Linked DNA regions of Arabidopsis thaliana: region 1 is linked to region 2. Evidence: chromatin contacts called from public capture Hi-C data. All regions are on one chromosome and are shown on one strand. The core of a region is the stretch at or near the end of the contact, and the rest is flanking DNA. Distances in the headings are between cores, read along the strand shown. Region 1 holds the start of WRKY21 (WRKY DNA-binding protein 21). Region 2 holds the start of AT2G30480.

What was found. Capture Hi-C pulls out chosen DNA fragments and counts their contacts.
Region 1: a contact with region 2 is called in a capture Hi-C map of seedling, with 1.6 times the contacts expected there. The contact joins the promoter of WRKY21 here to the promoter of AT2G30480 in region 2. A contact is called at or near these places in 1 of 26 Hi-C or Micro-C datasets (callus), 1 of 2 datasets of contacts at active chromatin or transcription factors (shoot) and 1 of 3 other capture datasets (seedling).

Annotation. Positions count from the first base shown.
Region 1 is chr2:13,031,661-13,035,021 of TAIR10.1, reverse strand. It overlaps WRKY21 (WRKY DNA-binding protein 21), which reads right to left and starts at 1,604. Exons shown (of 3, transcript NM_128611.3): 1 at 260-1,604; 2 at 54-179. The coding sequence starts at 1,131.
Region 2 is chr2:12,991,497-12,994,857 of TAIR10.1, reverse strand. It overlaps AT2G30480, which reads left to right and starts at 1,450. Exons shown (of 21, transcript NM_001336267.1): 1 at 1,450-1,697; 2 at 1,888-1,969; 3 at 2,131-2,153; 4 at 2,251-2,435; 5 at 2,577-2,633; 6 at 2,702-2,744; 7 at 2,884-3,005; 8 at 3,187-3,282. The coding sequence starts at 1,928. It overlaps C4H (cinnamate-4-hydroxylase), which reads left to right. Exons shown (of 3, transcript NM_128601.3): 2 at 45-178; 3 at 399-1,233. The coding sequence ends at 997.

The sequences.
Region 1 (3,361 bases), core at 355-2,854, 40 kb before region 2:
CATCAATCTTTATCACTTCTTAACATAACAAAATATGATCAAGAAGTGTATACCTGGGATAAGGAGAGCCCTTGATGGGCTTCTGACCATATTTTCGCCATGAATAATCATCAGGAGGGATATCTGCAACCTTGTTACTTATAGCCGGTACTCTAATCGATCTCCTAACCCGATGTTTCCTGTCAATTTCCCAATCAGATTAACTACACCATCTTAGTAAAGAGAGGCTATGAAAACGAAACAAAAATATGGAACTGACCTCTTCTTAGCGCAGTGGCATCGGCTAGAGCTCCCGCATTTTAAGCTTCCATGTTCATCTCCTTTCAAGGGGCATTTCCTCTTAGAATGTAGTGAATTCTGATCAGTTGAACTAGGAACCCCAAAATGGAAGGAGTTCTTTCCCTCTATATTAGCAACACTACCATCTATGCTAAGTGAAGAAACAAAGGACCTAGTGGATGACATAGTTGGAGTACAACTAGAGTTATCGAAACTCAAACTTATCCCACCATTGCATTTCCTAAGCATAAGCTCAGCTTGATGTTTCTGTAGCTGCTGTTGCTGATGAAGATGGTGAGCTTGTAACCGTTCATGAAACTGTTGCTGTTGCTGCTGCTGCTGCTGCTGCTGCTCCTGCTGTTGTTGTTGTTGTTGTTGTTGTTGTTGTTGTTGTACTGGAAACAAAGTAGGATAATTCGAAGGAGGCATTGTCTGCTGATTAAGCTGAAGGAGAGGAGCTTTAGCATTTGAGTTTAAACTAAAAGAGCGAGTCCCTAAAGTGAGTGAATCTGAAGGTTGTCTCAAGCTCAATTCCTGGAAACCAGACCGGAGTACCGGTGTTTTCTGAGAAGATGATGATGGAACTTCTGTTGTCCTTTGTTGACATGGATCAAGTAAGAGACTTTGAGAGACATGACTCTGAAGTTTCTTAGCTCTTCTAAACCTAGCATGACCAACACTACTGCTTAACAAACTCCCAACTCTCTTGAACCTAATCACAGCTTCTCTAGTTTCAGATACTAAATTCTTTTCAAAACCAACATGATCTTGTTGCTGTGATCTATGTAAAAGATTAAGAACTCTATGACAACTCTCAACAGCTGCTCTGTTTGTTCCTTCTATCTCCTCCATCTAAGAACCCTAATTTTTTCCCCCAGAAAACAAAACTTTCACTCAGAATACAAAAGAGAACAGAAAATGGGAGAGACCCAGATAGTCAAGTTTCAAGCTTACACAATCCCATCTTGAAGAACAGCTCTGAGTCTCTTATAAGAAGAAGATCAAGGTTAAAAAAAGAGAAGGAATTGGGAGATATAGAGAGAGAGGGAATGAAGAAGAGGGAAAAGTAAGAGGGGTTCCTTGGATGCTTGTAGAGCTAAAAAGAGGGTCAGTGTTAATGAGTTGTCAAACCCAAGATTCCTCCACCATCTTTAAAGGAGAGGTTCGAGAAAACGAAAGGTGTGAAAGAGAAGACTTTCTTGCACACACACACAGAGTCACTCTTCTCTTCTCTCTCTTTTAAGTTGGCTTCAGCAATCACTCAACCAAAACAAAACAAATATTGAAAGCATCCTTATGATTTTCTTTTTTACCCCAAAACAAACAACACACTGTGAAACAACAAATCATTTTATTATAAATAAAAAAAGACAACTTTATTTTTTGGAAAAGCAAAGAGAGGAAAAAAAGGAGAGAGAGAGAACGAAACCGGCGTCTGTCACAGATTCAGAGGTGGGTCCTACTCGAAGACTCGGGTCGTAATTATTATTTTTGCAGTTTAGGTTTTTCTTCTTTTAGTATAATAATAAAACAAATTTAATTGTTCTCTGACATAAAAAAGATAACTAATCAAACTTAGCATCATCATACTTCGGACATTTTGTTGACCTCTTTTATCTTTAAGTTTTTTTTGTTCATATAATACCGTATTGTTTTCTTTTATGATATAAAAATATACGAATGTTTCATTGTTATTCACGAGTTTAAAAAAAAAGAGAGAAAGTTAATTTCCAAGTTTTTGATAAGTAACTTGACAAAACAAAAAAAGTAAAAGAAAAAGTGGTACCAAACTTTTTTACGCAGTTTCTAACGGTTACTTAGTACACTTGAGGTGTCTTTTTATTCTACGGATCAATGATGTGTTTTTAAGCATAAGTGTTGCTAAATGCAGAAATTTATATACTAACAAACATTACATTTCCATTACTAGATATTGGAAATTTTGGTGTTAAATGTTTTGAGTATTATAAGTTTTCTCTATCTATTAATCTAACATTTTAGCATCCATTAGTTATGAAATTTCAATATATTATTGTTGAAGATTTTTTTTGTTATGTATAATGAATTATAACGTTACAATTAATAGAAAATCTATCGAAAATTGGCTTTTTAACATAAAGTAACGCATGTTATCATTATTAAGCGACAAACGAATTTATATTTTATATTAGGTATATGACAATTGGTAATGGACGAATCATACGTTACTTTTAAATTAGTAAGAAAGACATCGTCACGCCAACTAGTCAAGTGCGCTTGTTCTAGTAACGTATGTTTAGGGAACTAGCCACACCGAATCTAATTCACGTGTGGTTTTTGTGGTGAAAGATCGACCAATGGTTTAAAGTATTGTTGGTGGTTTAAATCTGGCTGAAGTAAAACCATATTAATACCTTACTATTGCTTTCTCTTGCGGTTTCAATATAGCAGTTTTTAAATAGTCCGCTTTCTAAATTAAAGTAACGCACATCATAATCATTAGGCGACAAAACAAAATATATATTCTACCATTATATACAAGACATTTGGTTATGGAAGAATCGTACGTTACTTTTGAAACGTTAAGAAAACATCGTTACATCAACTAGTCAAGTATTCTTGTTCAAATAACGTATATTAGGAGAACTATATAACTATGTCGAAACTAATTCACGTGTGCTTTTTATGAAAGATCGACAAGTGGATAATTTCTTCATCCAATAAACAAACCCAAAATTCTAACCCGGTAAAAGTAAAAACCTTATTAATACCTTAATATTGCTTCCTCTTGCAATCATAATGTAATACATTGCTAAATGTAGAAAAATATCTACAAACAAACACCACAGCGATTCCAATACTAGATATTGGTGACTTCTTGAGTATCATAACTTGTTTCCCATATATCAATTTAACATTTTAGCATTCAAAATTAGTTATGAAGTTTCAATTATTCTTGCTGGAGATAAATTTTATTTACTAGGCATAAATCAATCACAACGTGATATGTGCATGCTTAGTTAATAGAGTATCTATCGAAAATTCGCTTTTTTTAATTAAAGTAACGTATATCATCATCATTATTAAGCGACAAACGAATTTA
Region 2 (3,361 bases), core at 201-2,700:
GAGTTTGATTTTGGGAAATTGACATTGATGATTCATTCTTACAGGCAAATTGCGAGTTCTAAGCCTACAGGTAGTGAAGGATTGAAATGTGCCATTGATCACATCCTTGAAGCTGAGCAGAAGGGAGAAATCAACGAGGACAATGTTCTTTACATCGTCGAGAACATCAATGTCGCCGGTAACTTCTATTTCTTACTTGTAGGATACGTAATCAATCCTCTAGACGTCTCTGCTTGCATAAGGAATTGGACATTAGTGTTTTAAGTGAATCCTAGAAATCCGGAATTGTAACCATAACAGGAAATTAGGCTCATGTAGGTTGGTTTTTTGGTCTCCCCTGAAGAGGCTGGATTGTATATGGTTTTGTGAAGCTGATATCTTGATTTCTGCTGAAACAGCGATTGAGACAACATTGTGGTCTATCGAGTGGGGAATTGCAGAGCTAGTGAACCATCCTGAAATCCAGAGTAAGCTAAGGAACGAACTCGACACAGTTCTTGGACCGGGTGTGCAAGTCACCGAGCCTGATCTTCACAAACTTCCATACCTTCAAGCTGTGGTTAAGGAGACTCTTCGTCTGAGAATGGCGATTCCTCTCCTCGTGCCTCACATGAACCTCCATGATGCGAAGCTCGCTGGCTACGATATCCCAGCAGAAAGCAAAATCCTTGTTAATGCTTGGTGGCTAGCAAACAACCCCAACAGCTGGAAGAAGCCTGAAGAGTTTAGACCAGAGAGGTTCTTTGAAGAAGAATCGCACGTGGAAGCTAACGGTAATGACTTCAGGTATGTGCCATTTGGTGTTGGACGTCGAAGCTGTCCCGGGATTATATTGGCATTGCCTATTTTGGGGATCACCATTGGTAGGATGGTCCAGAACTTCGAGCTTCTTCCTCCTCCAGGACAGTCTAAAGTGGATACTAGTGAGAAAGGTGGACAATTCAGCTTGCACATCCTTAACCACTCCATAATCGTTATGAAACCAAGGAACTGTTAAACTTTCTGCACAAAAAAAAGGATGAAGATGACTTTATAAATGTTTGTGAAATCTGTTGAAATATTCCCTTGTTTTGCTTTTGTGAGATGTTTTTGTGTAAAATGTCTTTAAATGGTTCGTTCTACGATTGCAATAATAATTAGTGGTGCTCATTGTTTTGGATGGATCAATGTTATACTTATATCATTTGAAAATCTCATGATTGTTGGACTTGGACCATAGTTGTTAATTTGAAGGTTTCTAGGTTCTAACGTTAATAATCTTGTTCAAACCAAATAAATCTCATTACACAATTTGGGGAGGTGTTAAAAGATTACCAAAATAGGTTAATTACAAATTCGACTATTTCCAGTAATATGGGCTAATATAGGCTCCAATTTAGATACTAATAATGGGCTTTATAAAGCCCATTTATTTTTCTCCTTAATATCATCACTCGCAGAGATTACGCAGCGGGAATAAAAAAACACCAAATGCTTACAAGAAATTTTCGAAATTTGAAAGACCGTTCGTTTCGTTGTCTTTGATTTCCCCTGCTGCAAATTTGATCAAAGATCATCGGATTCATCATTCGGTAGCAGCAATTATCAAGTTCTCGTAATCGTTTCTATGCTCCGAGCTCCGTTTTGGGGACGCGATTCAGATACTGTCGAAGCTTCTCGAATTTTCTAAATATATCTCTTTCTCCTCTCTCGAATCTGTATGTTTTTTGAGGGATTTCGTAGAAATTTTACCTAGATTCTTCTAGATCTGATCGGAAATTTAGGATTAGGATTCAAAATTTTCAGTCTCAGTGACTAATTGATAGTGAATCGCAACCTAGTTATGGAATCGTTGGGTCGAATTGTTCGTGGTGGCGTCGAAATTTTAATTTCGAAATCTTTGTGCAGTCGTACAATTTGAAAACTCTAAGAACCGGAATTTCTACGAATGCTGCAATGGATGGGAGGATCGAGGCGGAAAGTAGCCGCTGTGAGTGACTTTTTCCTTTTAGTGATATTTCAAATTCAGAGGTCCGTTATAAATGGGGTGAAGCTAAAACCTCTTGGTGTTGGGATAATAGCTTATTTTTCTTATAATTTGTTTTCATTTTGACTTGTTATTGTTTTCTGGGAACCTTTTGGGGTAATCAGTCACACACGTCAGTGAAGAAGAGGTGTGTAAGCTCCTTCTTGTTCTCTTTATGAGATGTTTGTCAGCATATGCTTCCCATTGTGCTTACACTTTTAATTTCATCTTTGTTGCACCTGAAGGCAAAAACAATATTTTGAGCAGAGGAGACAGCAACAGCATCAGTTCACAGTTGGGTCTGAGAGCTGTAGTAATGATATAAACAATAGTAATCAACACTTAAGAGAACACCAATCTCTGGATATTCTCAATTTGCTGAATTTGTCAACCGCTACTCCTGAATGCAAACCTTCTGGTCCAGAAAATGGTAAGTATATGCTTGTTATGACTTCCAGCAGTCATAATTGGAGTCAGTTTATGAACCATTTATTTGCTTTATCGCTCAGAACCATGACATGTAATTTCACTTTGCATTTTTCTTGTTTGTGTCACTTGTTAACGGAAAAAGGAATGCAAGATCTGGATGCTGATTTTTACAGCCTTAAGGACAACATGTCCGGAGTAGGTAAGGTCGTCAAACTCATTATCTATGAATATGGTCCTCTTCTGCTCATGTTGTATGTGATAATGCAGGAAGTTCATTTAACCATATAGCAGAACCTACTTCCTCTAAGAGGCAAGCCAGTTTTCTTTGTTTTTGCTTTCATATAATGCCACTGCACAAGTTTTCTTTCTCAGCATGTATATCATCTTGGTTATCTTGCTAACAGAATTGCACATTTTCATAGAAATTTTGATGCTTTACTTTCTTACAGGACTTTGTTTAGTATCCCTGACAACCAGACAAATGATTTCAAGAAAGCAAACACTGACAACCAGACAAATGATTTCAAGAAAACAAACACCACCGCAGATCTGATGGATGGCACTGAGCGGAGTAAGTAATCACTATAACTTTAGTATTGAGACAATATCTAGAAACTAGAAAGGTTTACTGTAGTTTGTTTTCATTCTGGTTTGACTTCGCAATCACTTTTTGTTGCATGCTCAGTTATCAGAATGTTAGCCATCTGCAAGTCTCAAATTTTATGTTGACATGGACATTATACATTTTTCAGAGTTATCTGTCTTTGATTTGGTTGGTGATGATCATACAACAACCAACCTGGAAGAATGTTCTCCGTCTGAGGCTCACATGGCATTTTCAGTCGAAGGTATAGATCTTAGAGATCACAGAGTAGTGGAAAATTTCAACTTTCCATGTGTACCTAGATCATGATCAGTCTTTAAGAG